Linked DNA regions of Mus musculus: all the other regions are linked to region 4. A link is a contact called in public ChIA-PET, HiCAR-type and HiChIP or PLAC-seq data. All regions are on one chromosome and are shown on one strand. The core of a region is the stretch at or near the end of the contact, and the rest is flanking DNA. Distances in the headings are between cores, read along the strand shown. Region 1 holds the start of Susd6 (sushi domain containing 6). Region 2 overlaps Rad51b (RAD51 paralog B). Region 3 overlaps Rad51b (RAD51 paralog B). Region 4 holds the start of Zfp36l1 (zinc finger protein 36, C3H type-like 1). Region 5 overlaps Rad51b (RAD51 paralog B). Region 6 overlaps Rad51b (RAD51 paralog B).

Region 1 (2,700 bases), core at 21-2,520, 680 kb before region 4:
TCAAAGCCAAGGGCATGTCTCTACTAGTCTCCACTAGATGGTGACAGCCTGGGTGTAGAATTCCCAGAGCACAAAAGTGTGTGTGTGTGTGTGTGTGTGTGTGTGTGTGTGTGTGTATGTGTGATTTTATTATTATTATTATTAACCAAAGGGATTCTAACACCAAAAACCGATTGACCAGTGAAAAGTGGAAAGTCACTGCGGATCTTGCAGATCTAGAAAGGACTAAATACCCATGGCTTAACTGAAAAGGATAATGTCCCCGCACCTCTCTTCGAACCCCAACCAACAAGAGCAACAAAGGGCAGCACACTACCTTGTCACCAAAGAAGTGTGTGGCAACAACATTGGGCCTCTGCTGAACTAATGTAAAGTTCCCAATGAACTTAATGCCTCTTTGGGATCCCCGGCCTTGCTGCCCTCCCAATTCCGTTACAGGTAAGTTTTTCCACCATGGTGGCTGTCCCGGGAGGGACCATCAGTCTCACAAGTAAGAAAGTCTATATGTAGTTACAGTAAAACCGAAACAAAACAGGAAATGGGTTCGGCAAGTTTCAGCCCACATAATAAGAAAAGTTTTTGCGACTGAAGAGGCGACCAGGCGCTGGGGCTCCAGAACGCTCCCGCGCACAGGCGAGCGGCTGCAAGGTTTCCTCAGGAAACCCACCTCGGCCAAGCCGGTCCCGCCGTGCGGAACCGCGGCTTCGCTGGACTGGAGGGCCTCCGCCTTGCAGCGCGCTCCACCGAGCCCGATCTGCTCTCCGCTCTCGGGCACCGGCACAACCACGCCGCCGCCCTCGGAGCGGCCCGACCCGGCTACTCCCGCGCGGCTCGCAGTGCTGACACCGGCCGGCGCGGTAGCAGGCGGCCGCGCAGAAGGCCCGCGTCCCTGAGGAAGTGCTTGCCCGCCAGTGCCCTGACAACCGGCCCCGCGCGCCGCTGACACAAAGCCGGCCCCTCCAGCCCGGGCGGCGGTGACAACTCACCCGGGAGCGGCGCCGAGACCTCCGGGAAAGGGGGCGCTAGCAGCTCCCGCGTCGCCGAACCCGCTCCGCCGCTGAGCGCGCCCGCCTGCCTGCACTCCCTGTCGGGTCCCCCGCGACGCCTCGCGTGCCCTGGTCTGGCTCACGCGGCCGGGCGCTGACGAAGGAGGAGGACGAGGACGAGGACGCGAGCGGTGGCCGGCTCCTGAGGATGGAACGCGGCGGCGGTGGCGACGGCTGCGCCAGCGTCACTGGCCCAGCTGTACGACGCGGGCGGGGGAGGCCCCGCAGAGGGGGCAGGGCAGGGACGAGGCCTGGGCGGGGTCAGGCACGCACGCAACAAGCGCAGGCGTCGCGCCGCTGCGACCGCCCCGAGGAGTCACGCGCACGCGCCTCTGACCTTGTCTGACACGCCCCTGGCGGCGGGGGGAGGGAACCTTAAAGAGACAGTCACTCGAACTGCTCTGGCTGTAATACTCTAGTTAAGCCACCTTCCTAGAGGGCCCTCCGGTTCTTTTACTGTTATTGTTTGGTTATTATTTGGATGTTTTAATTACTGTCATTTGCAAGGAAGTATACTGTTGTTTAAGAGCCTCTTCTACACACGTCGCCCATTTAGGTCTTGAATCGCTTGCCTGACCTATCTTCAAAGCAGGTTATTATCTCCCTATTAAGCTGTACTCTAGGTTAGGGTGTGTAACTTAACTATCTCAAAAGTGTCCCGAGGGGGTTAGGTGGGGGTGGAAATGTAGATCAGGCCATTCTGATTCTATAACGCTGGGGTGGGCTTCAGGAATCTTTTTAATGGGTGTCCCTGAGTGCTATTTCTGCGCACTCAAAAACACCTGGCAGATCTTAAATGGAGGAAACTGACATTCCAGCGAGGCCTGGGGAACCTAGAGCTGCAGGCTTGGCCCCTAGCTTTTTGCTCTGCTTCTGAGCCTCCTTGAATTGCTTTCAAGCGCGTCTTAGGTGAGCAAATTGAGCACTGGTCAGCTGCATCCATTTAACAGTGACTCTCACTACAGAGGGGTGGCCATATGACAGTAGGAACTATCTCTTTGTGCCTAGGTACTTGGTACTAGGTACTTGGCCTGTCTTAGAGGTGCTCAATAAATGTTGAAGCACTCCTTGAAAATCAGTGACTCATAAATTAAGAAGGCCTGTTAGCCTTTTCTTTTTTTTTTCTTTCTTTCTTTTTATTTCTATTTATTTATTTATTTATTTATTTATTTATTTATTTCGAGACAGGGTTTCTCTGTGTAGCCTTGGTTGTCCTGGAACTCACTCTGTAGACCAGGCTGACCTCGAACTCAGAGATCCGACTGCCTCTGCCTCCCAAGTGCTGGGATTAAAGGTGTGCCCCACCATGCCCAGCCTTTTCTTTTATCTGTGCAAGTGCCCTACCTAGGATCTACTGGAGTTTTTTGTTTCTTCTTCTTCTTCTTTTTCTTCTTCTTCTTCTTCTTCTTCTTCTTCTTCTTCTTCTTCTTCGTTCTCCTCCTCCTCCTCTTCTTCTTCTTCCTCTTCCTCTTCTTTCTTCTTCTTCTTCTCAGTTCTCCTCCTCCTCCTCTTCTTCTTCCTCTTCCTCCTCTTCTTTCTTCTTCTTCTTCTTCTTCTTCTTCTTCTTCTTCTCAGTTCTCCTCCTCCTCCTCCTCTTCTTCTTCTTCCTCTTCCTCCTCTTCTTTCTTCTTCTTCTTCTTCTTCTTCTTCTTCT
Region 2 (2,880 bases), core at 45-2,544, 620 kb after region 4:
TGCTGGAAAGTATACCTAATTTCCAAAAAAAAGGGTCGAATTGCAGAGTACGCCTTGATTGGAAAACAAGCTGCTCGCTTCTGGGGATGGAGCAGATGCTGGAGGTGAGGCATCCATCCAGGGAGTTCAGAGCACCTCCGCTGTCACAAGAGTCACTGCACAGCCTCTTCTTCAGCTCAGCAATCGAGACTGATGGAGGTGTCGCAACATAAAACCCTTCTCATTTGCCTAGAACTCTTCTGACTGCGACTCACAATAAAGCCTGTGATGATGTAGGCGGACAGAACACAGATTAGTCCATAAGGATAGCAAGACATTTGCAATTATCCAGAGTTCCCCTCCCCCCGCCACACAAAAGAGCAAAGTGATTACCCAGAAAAAGACAATAAATGACAACAACAACAAAAAAAGGCAGTAAATGCATTAGGAATTAAGGCTGGATAGAGCTTGATAGACAAGGAAAGGACTAAGGATGAATATGAATATTTATAGTCTAATGAACATATTTTTGTTGTTACTATAGGGAACAACAACATTAGCATAAAGAAACTACATGACTACAAAACACAGGTGTATATAATGCAGCCACCATTTATTCATAATTATTATGTCAAAGTCAGAAAATCCCTGGGAAAACATCTGAATTATTATGAGTTATTATGCTGCTGTGACTCCATTGTTAGTTTACAACTACTTTGAAAACTCTATTTTCATTTGCCCTCATGAGACCCCTGGGGCCTACTATATTTCTTACACCTTTTAAATGACTCTGAGAACGGGCTTCTTTAGAAGTAGAAGGATTCACTGTCCTTTTGCTTTGCCTTGCTGAGACAAGGCTTGGTTATGTTATCATGAACTCCTAGGCCCTCCTGCCTCAGCCATCTCAGCCTTAGGACCAAAGGCATAAGCCACCACGCATGTCTAGAAATGGAGTCCTAAGAACAACCTACCACTGAATTTCATGGCAGAATACATGATGTTTAATGTTAATTTACTTGTCACACAAAAAGGAATTTGCCTTCAAAAATCACATCCCTTAAATACACCTAGAAATTGGGCAATACCCCTTTCAGGAATATCTAGTCTACTTGGAAACCCGAAAGAGCTGAAGTTAAACTGCACAGATTATTCCTAAAAGCCCGGATATGAACATGTTAACCAAGCACTCCGCCTCTGCTCAGCTTGCCAACACGGTAACTTTACTCATGAAGCCCGGTTCCAAGAGCTATCAGATTCCATTCACATTATACAGGCCACTGTGAATCACACTGCCAGCTACTTAGAAACAACGGCCTGTGCTTTTTCCATTGCATCTGGTCTTCCAGCTCTCATGGAAACAAGTGCTGCCACGGCCCCTTGATGAGCCAGCAGAGCCCAGTCATCTGGCAGCAGCGACTGGCCTCTGGCATCTAAGAACACCAACCAGAGAAAATGAGGGGATTAAAAAGGAGAAGTAACAGAAGACAATCAATTTCTCACTCCCTGACGGCCTGCGATTCCAAGGGCCTGATGTAGAACTGACTTTGTTCTGAATGCTATGTACATGAATGAACAACACAGGCCTAGATTTAGACCGTTTTTCTCGTGTGCCTGGGATGAGGTTCAGCGATGTTCCCGCTGGCCCGAGTGCTTCTCAAAGCACACGATTCATTGATGTAATACGCTAAGGAGGATGCATTTCTCATCCCAATATGACATTGTGTGGGAAAATTTAGCTTTGTCACCTGTTTTCCATGAGAGCTTGAGAAAGTTGCATAATCTCTTTCAACTGTACATCCATCTCATCTTTGAAATGAGAATAAGACAACCTGACTTTCCCCTTTAGTATTACAGAATTTCAAGGGCTATTCATCATTAAAAAAGAACATCAGCAAGAACAAAAAAGAAAAGAGAAAAGAAAAAGAAAAAAAAACTTGCAAACTCAGTGTACACCAAGAAGCTAGTCTACTCTTCCAACTTAGGAAAAATAACCTCTATGGCCTCAGAGAACAAAGCCGTCAGCATCTAAGTGCGAAACTGTCTTGTACACAGAGGCCTTCGTGTCTCATTAGAAATCAGAAGGTACCGCATCGCAGCAATCTGCTGTTGAAAAAAAGGGGGTTCCTAACACTCGTGCTCTGCCGTCAGGAATGCAGAGGCTTGACTTACTGTGATGACCCTGTTTCCTCAGTTGCCTCACGGAGCATCGGGAAGAACGGGAAAAACAAGGCTGAACCTACATCAGGCAGGATTTCTGGCTCCATTGAGACATTTCCAAAATGAAGGCACCACTTTTCATGTATACTTATTATAAGATGCACTTCCACTAAAAATTACACTTCTTCTAAATTGAGAAAAGGACTTCCACCTTTCAAACGTCTACTTGTGCCAGATAATATAACTATCATGGTACAGGTCCCCAGCCCACGGCCTACTAATCATGGAACCCAGGGAGTTAATGCATTGTTATGAGATACTCAGAACCTGCAGGAACACTGAGTCAGATCACAACAGGGCCAGCAGAGCTGGCTGTCCAAGAAGTGTAAATGAAACCCCACGCTGTTTCATGTGCGTAAAGGTCTTTTCAGTAAAACCTTTCAAATGCCACCAGGAGTTGATTATAATCCCACTTTTCAAAAGGTTAAATTGCTTACACGGATGTGGTTAATTTTCTTTTAGGGGAACAGGCAGTGTCTGGACATGCGATAAACTATGAGGAGACTGGCAGTGCAGAGGAGCCTCTGTTGTCATGTGTTTCCAGATATCATTTCTCAATGCTGGAATAATCTTTTAAGAAACAGAAGCGATCTATTTAAAAAAAAAAAAGTGCAACTTAGGCTGGCATGTTGGTGTTTTGCTTTTGGTGTGCTTTATTTACAAGGCACCTTGGATTTTGTTTCA
Region 3 (2,859 bases), core at 356-2,855, 590 kb after region 4:
GCCATTACACCAGGCAAAGCTGTCTACGCTCTATCCTTCTTTTTAAATTTTCACTTTGAGGTACAGCCTCTTTAAGTTGTCCAGACTGGCCTTGGACTCTGTAGCCCAGGTTGGATTTAAACAAAGATATACTTCTAGCTCAGCCTCCCCAATATCTACGATTACAGACCAGGACCACCAGGACCAGCTTTAGGACTTCCTTTGGAAGGGGCTTCTGGTATCCTTTCTTCCTTTAGAAGAGTTACATCTCCTCTGTTCTGGTCTTAAGACTCTGCCCCAAGCTAGAGCACAGGCAGCATATTTGAACAGTGATGTAAGTGCATCTTGCAGCCTCACAGTCTGGCTCAGGGATGGCATTGGAGTTACAGAGGGTCGGTTACTCAACTCTGCAACCTCATGCTGGAGCACTCAGGGGAGGATCTCCTCCTGCCCAGCTGGTATAGGAGAGTTTTAAGCTTGGCGCTTCAAGGTAGGAAAAGAAGTAGAACCTGAAGAAATGATGCTAATGTTGCAAGTCAGGTCTGTCCCCAGACACATCAGCAGTGATCAGTGACTTAATTCTTTCACTTTAAGTCTGTGAGATTTAGACTTGATTATTTAGGGGGGAAAAATGTACCCAATACCTATGTCAAACATTTGTTGAGAGAACCAAGCACAGCAATGAAAGCAATAGGGCTATAAAGAACATTCTTCAATTGCTAATCCATATAAATCACACACACACACACACACACACACACATTATATAAGGGCTCAAAGCACCATACAGTGAAAGAGAATAACAGAACTCCCAACTGGCTTCAACTTCCTAATTAACTAGAAAATATCCCCCAAATGGCCATATTTATTTCAGAAGGCTGAAAAGAGGGGTTTATAGTTGGTAAATTAAAGTAAAGTAATAGAACTAGGACGTGAGTGAAGGATTTACTGATTAAGATAATTATTTAATACAATTTAAAAATGCTAAAAGTCCATGATAAAGACAAAGTCAATATAGCTAGCCTTTCATTTTGACTCAGGCTCCAATATAGCTTGGCAAGGAATAGCAAAAACAATCATATTTCTAAGTTGTACAAAGTAGAGACATCATCTGCTGTTCAAAAGTGGAGCCAAAGATTCAGAGGCATGGGAGATGTAGCCTAATTAAGAACTCTGAGCTACAAGTGAAGAATCCCGGGTTCAAGTCCCAACTTCACCAGTCCTAAAGAATGGAGCAGTAACAAATTACCTAGTCTTTTTGATCTTCAGATTTTTCTTAAATAAACTGAGAGGCCTATACCTGGTTATTAGTTACACCTAGCTCTGAAGTTTTACAATTCTACTGTAAAATTGATTGCTTTTGATGACTAGAACTAAATCGCACCAAGAATGCTGTAATTCCTGTTCAACATTTGTGCTATCCAAGAGCTTATGAAATGACAAGTTTCAACTATTCAAGTCTACTAAGAAAATAAAACCCATGTTAAGTATTATTCAAAAAAAAAAGGCAAAAAAAAAAAAAAAAAAAAAGCAGAGGGAGTGCTCTTACAAGTTTCAAATGCCACTCAATGACAAGTCCTACAATAGCGGAGTCGGCAGCTTTGTGTTGTGTGTATAGGGTGGCGCGGTTGATCTGTATCTCTAAAAGCTGAAATAATTCACAAGGCCACCCACTGACAAGTCCATTGAAGCATAAAGTAATCGGGTTAATAAATAACTGCTTATAATTTCCAGATAGGAAAATGAAAATCTAAAGTCAACAACCACATGACAGGGTGATAAGCGGGAGCAAGAGTGAGGAAAAAACAAAAGCAATTCCTAACACGACGTCTGGGGTCAAAAGTGCTAAAGAGCAGCCATGTCATAGCACTGGAAACTAGGAACACTGAATAAAAAAAATTAAAACTTGTGTTCTGGCTCCATGCTTATAAACTTTTATCAAACTTCTTGCTGAATTTTAAAAAGTAAGGAGATTAGTGAGCTCAGCAATTTTTAAACAAAATTCATAATGAAAACGGGAACTGCTTTTTAAAAAAAAAAGTAAATATTTACATGTAAAATGTCAAGCATAGACAAAGTGCATATGACAGAGGAAGTGGCTGTCCATACATTAAAGCTGGTTTCAACAGCTCCCAACTCACAGTCAATATGAGGCCATCTAACTGCAGCAACTGGGGTGTTCAAACGCAAATCGAGCAAATATTCTGGGAGCTTTAGTTTCCATATTTGAAGACACAAGCAATTATTCTAACCTCTACACATGACATTGTGAAAAATGATCACGAATGTGAAGGCTCTTCTGATTACGTGATAGGTGACTGCTATAAAACAAGATGGGAAATGAAATCGACTGCTTGTTAAATACGTCTATCTTCCAGGCAACATAATGAGTTTTGGGAAAATTTATTTTTCATTCTCCCAGCACCTCTGTGTGGCCACTGAAAATATTACCACTCACCTCAGCAGATACAGGAGATGAAGTAAATTATTCAACTCATATCACATGAAAATCAACAATGAGGGCAAAAATAAATCCTTACTTTCTGCTTCTCTCCACTGTATCATCATTACACACCGTCTGTCACTATGTGAAAGCAACTCTCTTCTCTAAGTGAGAGAGACACGCTCTAAGGAGTGTCCAACATTTACAAGAGAAGCGTGTTATATAACATGCAGGCGTTCAAACGCATTCACTGACTTTAAAGCTCACTTGCAGATTCATATGAGCACACTCCTTCCTTGGCTTGTCTTACCTAAAGAAGACAGCAAGAAATAAAGGGAGAAAATGAAACACACCCGTGCTTCACTGGAATTGAACAATTATAGCTTGCCCTTTCATACGCTTGAAACTTAAACCATTTCCTTGACTGATGCAAAAAT
Region 4 (2,973 bases), core at 151-2,650:
CCGCCCGGGTCTCCACTGCAGCACGCGAGCCGGTGCGGGTGGGAGGCAGCCAGACCTAATAGTAAATAAACACATAGTTCGTGGTTTTAAAGGGCGGTGTAATTCATTGAAGGCCACTGAGTTCCGTGGGTCTTATTGCTTGGTACCCCCAAACCGGGCATAGTGACAAGCCATATGTTCCGTTCGCGTGGGGGCGGGAGAGCAGCAAGAAGTGTCGCTTCCCCCACCTCTACCTTCCTTCTTACCAAAGTAACTTTTTCCCCCCTTGTTTTTAACATTCGGGGATGTGTGGAGGAGGCAGCCCGAATTCAAAGCGCGCGTGGAAAGTGACTTGTTGCTCTTTTATTTTCAGGGGGTGCCCTTGAAAGTCTGGACTTTTCTGCTGTAGCAAGTTTAAAGATCGGTTATGTGAACAAAGCGCCCCATCTAGGTCTGAAAGAATTCTGCCCAGGCAGTGGTGCCCCCACCATACCGGGAAAACGCAGGCTGCCGGCCCAGCACGCGTGGACCCCGCGCTGCGCGCAAAATCTTACTGCTCTCGCCCCCTCCAGCCTAGGCTCTCCTGGAGAAAAAGTTTTCTCTGGTCATCCCTACTTCTTTTGCTCACTGATGGGAAACAACAAACATAAAACTCTTGACTCGAACATTTGGGGTGCTCCGCATTCCTAAACTCCTCGCCCAGCTCATTTTGCGATGGGCAGCCGGGTGTGGACAGGGAAGTCAGGGGAAGGTAAGTCGTGCGGGCACTTGGAGAAGTTTCAAGGGACACTAGCTCAAGATGGAAACCGCAGCCCTGGCCCGCTCAAGACCAGCTCCAGCGCCTGCTAGGAAGAAAAAAAAAAAAAAAAAAGACAGGGGGGAGAGGGAGGGAGGAGGGGGGGGAGAGAGAGAGAGAGAGAGAGAGAGAGAGAGAGAGAGAGAGAGAGAGAGGAGAGTCGAGCCCGCCTTCCAACTCTTAAAAAAAAAAACCAACAAACACAACAACTCGAACTCCGAAGGGGGTGGAATGAGTGATGTCACAGAGCCGAGCAGCGAGGTTGACAAAGGGTGGGCGCCCCTCCCCCTCTGCCGGGCTCGGCCCAGGGGAGGGGCGCCCCCGGAGCCCGCGGACTCGAAACTTTTCCTCTTTAAGAAAAAAAAGTTTTGCGCCGCTCCGAGTGCTTTTTTTTTTTTTTTTTTTCCGCCTTCTTTCCTCGTCTCCCTCCCCCTTCTTCCTTTTGAAAGTTTCTTTCCTCCCCCTTTACCCCTCCCTCCCTCTTGACCGCATGGCTGATTCAACCTCAGTGTCAATCAACTTTTTTTCCGCCTCCTCTTCTTCATTTAAATACGTTTAAAGCTCCTCCTTCCACCCCCCCCAACCCACCAAATCTTATAAATTGGGCTTTGCGCGCCGCAGCCCGGGAGAGTCAGAAAGGCGAGGGGCGCCGGGAGCAGGCGTGTGGGACTCCTGACCGGAGAGCCGGAGGCTGCGCCTTCCCCGCACCGGGACCTTCACGACACACCAGATCCTAGTCCTTGCCCCGTGCGAACGCCCACGATGACCACCACCCTCGTGTCCGCCACCATTTTTGACTTGAGCGAAGTTTTATGCAAGGTAAAGCAGGGCGGAGCGTTGGCTTTTTGAAAGTTTCTCTTGTGCTCCAAGAAACTCTAAAAAGTTTGGGTCTCGGGGACGTGAAGGAGTTTCACTGCTTGCGTTTCCCTCCATGGTGAAGGAATTTGTTTATGTCCTCCTCGCACTTAAGTTTCAGGTCCCAGGTGGGGTTCTGTGAATCCGGGGAGCAAAGTTCTGGGCGACTGCTCCAGTTTGCGGGGCAAGGAGGTGCGGAAGAGTGGTTAGGTTTGGGACGAATTTTGAAGGATTCTTTTCTGCATGGTGCACCTCCGGAGCTGGGCTAAGCGGGTGGGCTCGGCTTCGCAGTGTGCGCCTTGGGTTTCCTGTACCCGCTGGAGATGTTCGAGGTTACCCAACACCTTTTGCTAGGGGTCTCTAGGAAAAGCGAGGTCTCAGGGCGGTATCTGACTGGGAGAATTTTCCTGTCTGTTTTGGGGAGCTAAGAGATAATGCGACGAAGAAAGAGGCCGACTTAAGGTTCAAAAAGATGTAGGCAAAGCGACTTTGTAGTGGAGTTTGTCCGCCCCAGCTGGGCTAGGTTCCCGCTGCGGGAGCTGGTCGATCGTGCTGCAAACTTGGGGCTGAAACTGTTTGCTTACCTGGGTTGTGAGGCACTACGGTTCGTTGACTAAGGAATAGGGGAACAAAATGCTGCCAGACCTCAAGTTCCCGCCAGTTAGGATTTAAGAGGGCCAAAATGGGGCAGTTTGCCAGTCAGGTTTTTGAAAAACAAAACAGAAAAAAACTTTTAAAACCGTAATGTTCCAGGAGTGCGATTGAAATAACTCCGTGAATGTTGTTAATTTTTTGCCCGCTCTACTTCCCCCAACCCCCCAATTTGAAAGGATGAAGCTGCTAGGCTACTTTTAATTGCTGAACTGTTTTTGCCTTCCCTTAAACACGTCGGGTCATGTTGCTCTCTTCCTAGCTCGCTGCTCCTGTCGGTGCAGCTGCCAAGGCCCCGGGGCTGCAGGGTTGGGGTGCAGGGCCGTGCTGGAGTTGAAGAGCAACATCAAAAACTTTGCATTTTCGGCTTCTTTCCCTCCCTGCGTTTTTCCAAGTCTGTTTGCCCTGGCGGCAGCCTGAGCTAGCCAACTCCATCCTGGGCCCCGCTGCCCCGCTCTTTGATCTATTTCTCTTTCTTTTGCCCCCTCCCCCCGCAGGACTTTTTAAATGAACCTCATTGTTGGAAGCGGCTCTCCTCTGGGTTCCTGTAATCCGCTCGGTGGGGTGGTTGCGGTTACAGGGTTACCGATTCCCGATCCCCTGCTGCGGATCCTAAGGGACTAACTTTAGAATTTGCACAATGACACACACCCACATGTGTCAGGGGCCTGGAGATAACTTTCAAGTCTCCC
Region 5 (2,700 bases), core at 181-2,680, 670 kb after region 4:
CTTGCTGGTAAATTGACTATAATTCACCATAGACCCAGCAACATACTTCCAAGTATTCACTGAAGCAATTAAAGCTTGCATTTATGAAAGACACTCACAAATTAAGAACCCTTTATCTGTAATTCCAAAATAAAGATGAGCAGAATGTCTGTTAGTACATAAGGCAATAAATGACAGCCTGTTTGTACAGAGTGTACTATGCAGGGATCTTTTTAAAAAGATGAACAAACAACTCAGACATGCCACAAATTATCCCCGAACAGAGCAGAAGCCAGACACAAAAGGATATATACCATTGAGTCCATTCACTTGGGATTCTAAAACTTACAAAACTATCCTCCTGTGATCAAGAAGGATCCTATTGTTGTCTGGGGACAGGGTGGGGACTGCATCACAGAGGCACAAGGACATTCTCTGACAAGATGGAGATGTTTTATAATTGACCACGGGGATGGTTATGAGACACACATTCTTCAGAGGTCAGTGGACTGCAGCCTGAGGCCTGAATTGTAATGTTCCATCCCAGCACTCCAAATTAAAAACAAAACAAAACAAAATCATGAAACCTTGATGAGTTCTCTTGGGAAAGTGTTATAAAGCAGCATTCTTGGCCCTTCCATGCTTTCCAAATTCCTGTCGTCACACGAGCTCTCTCTTTTACACAATTCCCGCCATTAAGGCAACTAGTCACACCTTGACACAGCCAGAGACATGCTCACCAGAGTCAAATCAGCAGGCCATCTGATCTCAGCTGCCAATCTCAAAACTGTTAGCTAAGTAAACTTCGTTTTTTTTTTAAACTTAGTACCAAGCCTCTGATATTCTGTTATTATAAAAGAAAACAGATCAATACAAGTCATGTACTTTTTATCACACTTAAGTTTAAAAAAAAAAATCCTGACCTGCTCCAATGATCTCACTGAGAGGCAAACACCCTCCCTTCAGCATACTGTGAGTAAAACTGAAGGCCACATAACAACATAGGCATAAAGTTTTTGCTGAAACCCAAACATAATAGTTCATGCCTCTAAATCTCAGTATTCAGGAGGCCGAGGCAGGAGGATTACAAGTTTAAGATTAGTGTGGGCTACACAGCAATGTCTTAAAAGACACATACACCTCTTGTTTAGTCCCACTGGTTTTCATACACACGTTTCCCTATGAGAGCCAGGGACGGTGAGTAGAATCCCAGCCCCTGAGGTGTAGGTTAGGAGGGTTACAAGTCTGAGGTCTGCTGAGCTACACGAGAGACAAGACTCTGTCTCAAAGCGGGGTGGGGGAAGAAAGAAAAAGAAAACTGAAAGTGATTTGGTTGACAAAAATCTAAAAGGAAATACTATTTTTAAGTTGAAAAGATAGTGGGTTTTCTTTGCATCATTTACTGATTTTAGAACAATGAATACAGCAACCACCAGTGACTCTACTCAATGAGAAAAGAACGCAGAGCACATCTGAGAGACTCTGAAAGGCCCTCGAGATTACACGGACAGTATATTCAGACTTCCTTCTCAAGTGGTTTTAAACGTGTTTGACATGTTTTATGTGTTGGATGAAAAATTTAAGGCTGCCCAACTTTTATAGCATGATTTTGATTTCAAGTCCCATCTCCTATATCCAAACTAATTTGTAAAACTTTTCAGGAAGTTATACACAACTTTAAACTTCATTAAAGCTGCAAGCGTATGTTTAAACGTCAGCGAATGGCATTGAAAGCATGTTTACTGAAGTTTCCATAAACACACTCTAGAACTCAGAAAGGCAGGTCTGCTGATTATGTTGGAAGAGTCAAAGGTCACCAATGATGGCTTACATCTTCTCTTGAAAGCCCTCCTCTTTCTTCCTCTGCTGTCTTTTAAAGAGTCATCTTATCTCTTGTGCTGTAAAATAAGTTTAAACAGTTCCCACCCAGATCTAGGGCCATTCAGTGTTCGTGGTTTTGAGCCTGCCCCACTCAAATTAATCAATATTTCCTCAGCAAACACTGGGATTTAGTACTGAGCTGAAAGGAAAATAAGAAAAGGCTTTGTTAATTGAAAGAAACGACAACCCTGGAAGCCACTTGGGTAATATTTTAAAGGCACTTTTGTAAGTCATTGAAGGTAGTCTCCAGCTCATATGCAGTCCTCTTCCACACAAGTCAAAGCTGATCTACAGGATCACCAGGGTCTGGTCAGAGTGATGGTGTGTAGCTTCCAAGATCTCTCGGCGTTTCGAGACTTCAGAGCCAGTGCCAGCATTGAGCAACAACATGACGCCATGACCCTCTATCTGCAGGGTTTTTAAGTCGTGGATGACCACAATACTTCACCTCACAACTCAGCAAAGACACAACCCCAGAAACACCTGACCAGAAACGTTAAGGCTCCTGAGTACTGACATCCTGTTTATTTAACATGTGAGATCACTCAAACGAGGGCCAAAAATCAAATCCTTCATTTTTAAAGATTCCTATATCTAGTGTAGCTTACTGATTTTTGGCTGTATTACATGTCTTCTCTTGATTAAATGATTCTGGGGATGAGAGAGTATTTACTTGTTTATTTACAAAAGAATGAGTGTTGGAGAAACCTGATAATTCTTGCTGATCTGCAGATAAATAGCATTAGTTTAAATTGTTTACTATTTACATTTTGGGAAAAATTCTTTAACCTTAAAGGCAAAATTGTCCTTAAAAGAGGATAAAATGTTTATGTATTCATA
Region 6 (2,727 bases), core at 59-2,558, 530 kb after region 4:
CTGGCATCTGGGCTTCTCTTGATGTCTTTGTCAGGCTCAGGCCTAAGGATGATTTGTGGTTGCTTTTCATAAATCTACTTAACACATTCTCTGGTACTTTCTGTATTACTTTATTTTCCAACCCAATTCTCAAATAACCCTGATGTCTACTCTACGTTCTACAGTATCTCTAGATCTAGCCTTAAAAAGTCTTTGATTGTATCTAACACAATCTATTAACATTTACATCTTTTCTTCTTTACTTTTTACCACATCCAATTTGTAGTACCGAATAGACAAATAGAAAAAAAAAGTAGAATAAATATAAGTTTTTTTTTTCCTTCTCATTATTATACCTTCTCAAAACACTGGTCTCAGTGAGTGGGAAAGGGCCTTGTGACTAGAAAGATCACTATGCAGAAAGAATTGATACTTGAACTATAGAAAGAGTCTATCTTCACATAAATCAGTGGCCAGGCAGTAGGAGAAGAAAGCAGCCGGGGGTGGGGGTGGGGCCGTCACAGAAAGGGTTCGGAAAGAGGCTACTCATTCTCATGTTGAGCTAGAAAAATGATCATGAGCAATGCTCTAGTCTACCCATACTGTAAAGTTGAAGAAGCCAAGCAGGGCAATGCAAATATCTAAGTGTGGGAATGTGTCTGACAGTAAACTGAGCCTGAGAACTGGAAAGTGAAAGGGAGGAGGATGAAGGGAAACTGCTTTGTTGGTAAAGCACGAAGTACGAAAACGGAATAAATGTTTTACACAGAGACACTTCTCTATACCTTCAGCTTTTGGTAACTCAACCCCGGGGAATTTTGTTGGCAGTGTCCTATCTACTCATTCTGGACCACACCATGAGCTTTTGGCAAAGGACTTCTGCCAAGTAATCACAAAAATGTTTCTTTGTTCTTTTGGGTTGCTAAGGAGATTTTAAAGGACTTCCTCTCCGCCTCAAGAGGAGCTTAAGCAAAGTTCTCAACAGATTCCACTCAGGTCAATGAAGAGTCGGTGGCTTTCACTCTGTGCAGAGTTAGCTGCTGTGTATAGGCTACTAAGCTGTTGCTGAGCATAGTATACTTCTATTAGAGTGCAGCTTGTTATCACACAGGCCCCATGGTCAACATCTGGAATGTAATGTATGAAGCTACAGAGTCTCTGCAGTTGACGAAAGATGCTGTAGTATATGAGCCAGTGGCAGGCCTGGATGGAGGGTCAGGTGTCCTAAAATTGGGTTCTGCCGTTTCCAGCTATAGGGCTACAGACATAATTCTTTCTGCCTCTCTGAACCTTGGGTGTTTTCCTCTGCAACTTGGAGAGGTTTCAAGCAGATAACATCAAAAAATACTTTCTGCCTTCTCACATCCCATGGAGAAGCAACTAAAATCAAACCTGTTTGTGTTGAAACAGTACACAGAAAACAGGTTAATACAGTGGGTCCCACAGACGTGGATCCTACAAGCAAAAGCTCGGCTTTGGCTGTGGCTGAAAGGAATTAGAAGAATATTTTGGCTTCCAAAGTGGGCAAAGATTTGGTTTGGATTTCTCTCCAAAAAGACAGCATGTCTCAGCTGTGGAAACGACGCCAGTAGCCACAGGCTGGGTCACTGCCTTCAGTGAGGTCCAGCAAGCACAACACAAATTTCTTAATTGCCATTACTATAACCTTTACCACACCTTGTTTTTCTTGGGGGCTCTCCTGGTCAGGTAATCTGGGTTAGATCCAACACAATTTATAAAATTTGAGGCTTTTCCCCGTGTAGGCAAGATTACATGCTATTTTAGGAAACCTCCTGGGGGGTGAGGAAATGTGTTGTTTTCCTTTTAAATATTATACTGTGCATCAATTCCAAATGCTAACCAAGCTTTTAAAGAAAAACATGAGTTCCCTAAAAATAGCCTGTCTACAGTGCCTTGCAGATTCGGGTGCTCTCTGCTTAGCATGCAATTAGAAACAAAATAATATTTGTGGATCATATCTACAAGGTTAAGAAAGACTGTCTGTAAATATCCTCCAAAGACTAAAGTAATGGTAATCAGTGTAAGTTGGGTTATTATTTTAAAGTTGTACTCTTAAAAATGGCTCAAATGAGTTTCTAATGTCACATCTAAAAAAACTACTTTGGGTAATCAAATATAAAATCTAAAGACACAACCTTGGTCCTCAGTTTTCTCTGAGCACTCTTGAGTTTTCTTCCCTTTCTCCTCTTCCTCCTCACCCTTCCTGTTTTATTTTTGTTCCCTTTTGGTTTTTTGTTTGTTTGTTTGTTTGTTTGAGATAGGATTTCTCTGGAACTTGCTTTGTAGAGCAGGCTGGCCTTGAACTCAAATATTTGCTTGCCTGTCTTTGCCTGCTGTGTGCTCAGTTAAAGAGGTTCACCAACACCACCCTCTGAGCTTTGGTCTTCTTACATTGATTCCAGTTTTGATCACTATGACACTACAGACTACTGACTAAATCCACTTTTTCTGAGAAAGTAGACCCAGGCTGACCCAGAACTTTCTAGTAATCTAGGCTGGCTTTAAACTTAAGGCAGTCTTCCTGCCTCAGCCTCCTGAGTGTTACTTAATATCTTTATGTGTGTGTGTGTGTTCGTGTGTTCATGTGTGTAAGTACAGATGTGTGCATGCGACAGCATACGTGAGGAGGTCAGAAGACAAGTACATGTGTGCTCTTGCCTCCCACCTTTTCTTTACTCATTTGATTTTGTTTTGAGACAGAGTCTCACTATGTAGCCCTGGCAAGCC

The links. ChIA-PET counts read pairs in DNA pulled down with a chosen protein or histone mark. HiCAR-type assays count read pairs that join an accessible place to other places. HiChIP or PLAC-seq counts read pairs in DNA pulled down with a chosen protein or histone mark.
Region 1: a contact with region 4 is called in an RNA polymerase II ChIA-PET map of memory CD8 T cells, with 60 read pairs. The contact joins the promoter of Susd6 here to the promoter of Zfp36l1 in region 4. A contact is called at or near these places in 1 of 484 Hi-C or Micro-C datasets (CD4 T cells), 5 of 115 datasets of contacts at active chromatin or transcription factors (extraembryonic endoderm stem cells, memory CD8 T cells, microglia and 2 more) and 1 of 9 other capture datasets (liver).
Region 2: a contact with region 4 is called in an H3K27ac HiChIP or PLAC-seq map of the NIH/3T3 cell line, with 8 times the contacts expected there. The contact joins the enhancer-like site here to the promoter of Zfp36l1 in region 4. A contact is called at or near these places in 2 of 484 Hi-C or Micro-C datasets (bone marrow-derived macrophages and cortical neurons) and 18 of 115 datasets of contacts at active chromatin or transcription factors (the NIH/3T3 cell line, astrocytes, bone marrow-derived macrophages and 14 more).
Region 3: a HiCAR-type map of kidney shows a contact between it and region 4, with 8 times the contacts expected there. The contact joins the enhancer-like site here to the promoter of Zfp36l1 in region 4. A contact is called at or near these places in 1 of 39 promoter capture datasets (hippocampal neurons), 15 of 484 Hi-C or Micro-C datasets (the 3T3-L1 cell line, the AML12 cell line, MC3T3-E1-derived osteoblasts and 11 more), 30 of 115 datasets of contacts at active chromatin or transcription factors (the NIH/3T3 cell line, T-cell acute lymphoblastic leukemia, astrocytes and 22 more) and 2 of 9 other capture datasets (adipose tissue and embryonic stem cells).
Region 5: an RNA polymerase II ChIA-PET map of memory CD8 T cells shows a contact between it and region 4, with 541 read pairs. The contact joins the enhancer-like site here to the promoter of Zfp36l1 in region 4. A contact is called at or near these places in 1 of 39 promoter capture datasets (embryonic stem cells), 2 of 15 datasets of contacts at CTCF or cohesin (large pre-B cells and pro-B cells), 9 of 484 Hi-C or Micro-C datasets (the 63-12 cell line, B cells, CD8 T cells and 6 more), 31 of 115 datasets of contacts at active chromatin or transcription factors (CD8 T cells, the NIH/3T3 cell line, T-cell acute lymphoblastic leukemia and 22 more) and 2 of 9 other capture datasets (adipose tissue and embryonic stem cells).
Region 6: a contact with region 4 is called in an H3K4me3 HiChIP or PLAC-seq map of neural progenitor cells, with 16 read pairs. The contact joins the enhancer-like site here to the promoter of Zfp36l1 in region 4. A contact is called at or near these places in 2 of 484 Hi-C or Micro-C datasets (B cells and bone marrow-derived macrophages) and 21 of 115 datasets of contacts at active chromatin or transcription factors (the SCID.adh cell line, T-cell acute lymphoblastic leukemia, acute myeloid leukemia and 15 more).

Annotation. Positions count from the first base shown.
Region 1 is chr12:80,789,102-80,791,801 of GRCm38.p6, reverse strand. Susd6 (sushi domain containing 6) reads right to left here and starts at 1,270. Exons shown (of 6, transcript NM_178682.4): 1 at 987-1,270.
Region 2 is chr12:79,487,460-79,490,339 of GRCm38.p6, reverse strand. The region is part of intron 7 of Rad51b (RAD51 paralog B); the gene reads right to left. Among named protein-coding and RNA genes, the nearest start is that of Rad51b, 190 kb to the right of the region's middle. Within about 2 kb of position 1,294, at least 102 of the 459 cell types and tissues checked have an H3K27ac peak or open chromatin away from gene starts, as enhancers often do. A contact at or near this core is called in the NIH/3T3 cell line, astrocytes, forebrain and 2 more, where this site is marked.
Region 3 is chr12:79,524,912-79,527,770 of GRCm38.p6, reverse strand. All of the region lies in intron 7 of Rad51b (RAD51 paralog B), which reads right to left. Among named protein-coding and RNA genes, the nearest start is that of Rad51b, 230 kb to the right of the region's middle. Within about 2 kb of position 1,605, at least 28 of the 459 cell types and tissues checked have an H3K27ac peak or open chromatin away from gene starts, as enhancers often do. A contact at or near this core is called in embryonic fibroblasts and kidney, where this site is marked.
Region 4 is chr12:80,111,440-80,114,412 of GRCm38.p6, reverse strand. Zfp36l1 (zinc finger protein 36, C3H type-like 1) reads left to right here and starts at 1,400. Exons shown (of 2, transcript NM_007564.5): 1 at 1,400-1,594. The coding sequence starts at 1,538. It overlaps Gm52006, which reads left to right. Exons shown (of 3, transcript XM_030247048.1): 3 at 1-833.
Region 5 is chr12:79,440,936-79,443,635 of GRCm38.p6, reverse strand. The region is part of intron 7 of Rad51b (RAD51 paralog B); the gene reads right to left. Among named protein-coding and RNA genes, the nearest start is that of Rad51b, 150 kb to the right of the region's middle. Within about 2 kb of position 1,430, at least 57 of the 459 cell types and tissues checked have an H3K27ac peak or open chromatin away from gene starts, as enhancers often do. A contact at or near this core is called in the 63-12 cell line, B cells, CD8 T cells and 7 more, where this site is marked.
Region 6 is chr12:79,578,217-79,580,943 of GRCm38.p6, reverse strand. All of the region lies in intron 7 of Rad51b (RAD51 paralog B), which reads right to left. Among named protein-coding and RNA genes, the nearest start is that of Gm36048, 220 kb to the left of the region's middle. Within about 2 kb of position 1,308, at least 35 of the 459 cell types and tissues checked have an H3K27ac peak or open chromatin away from gene starts, as enhancers often do. A contact at or near this core is called in neural progenitor cells, where this site is marked.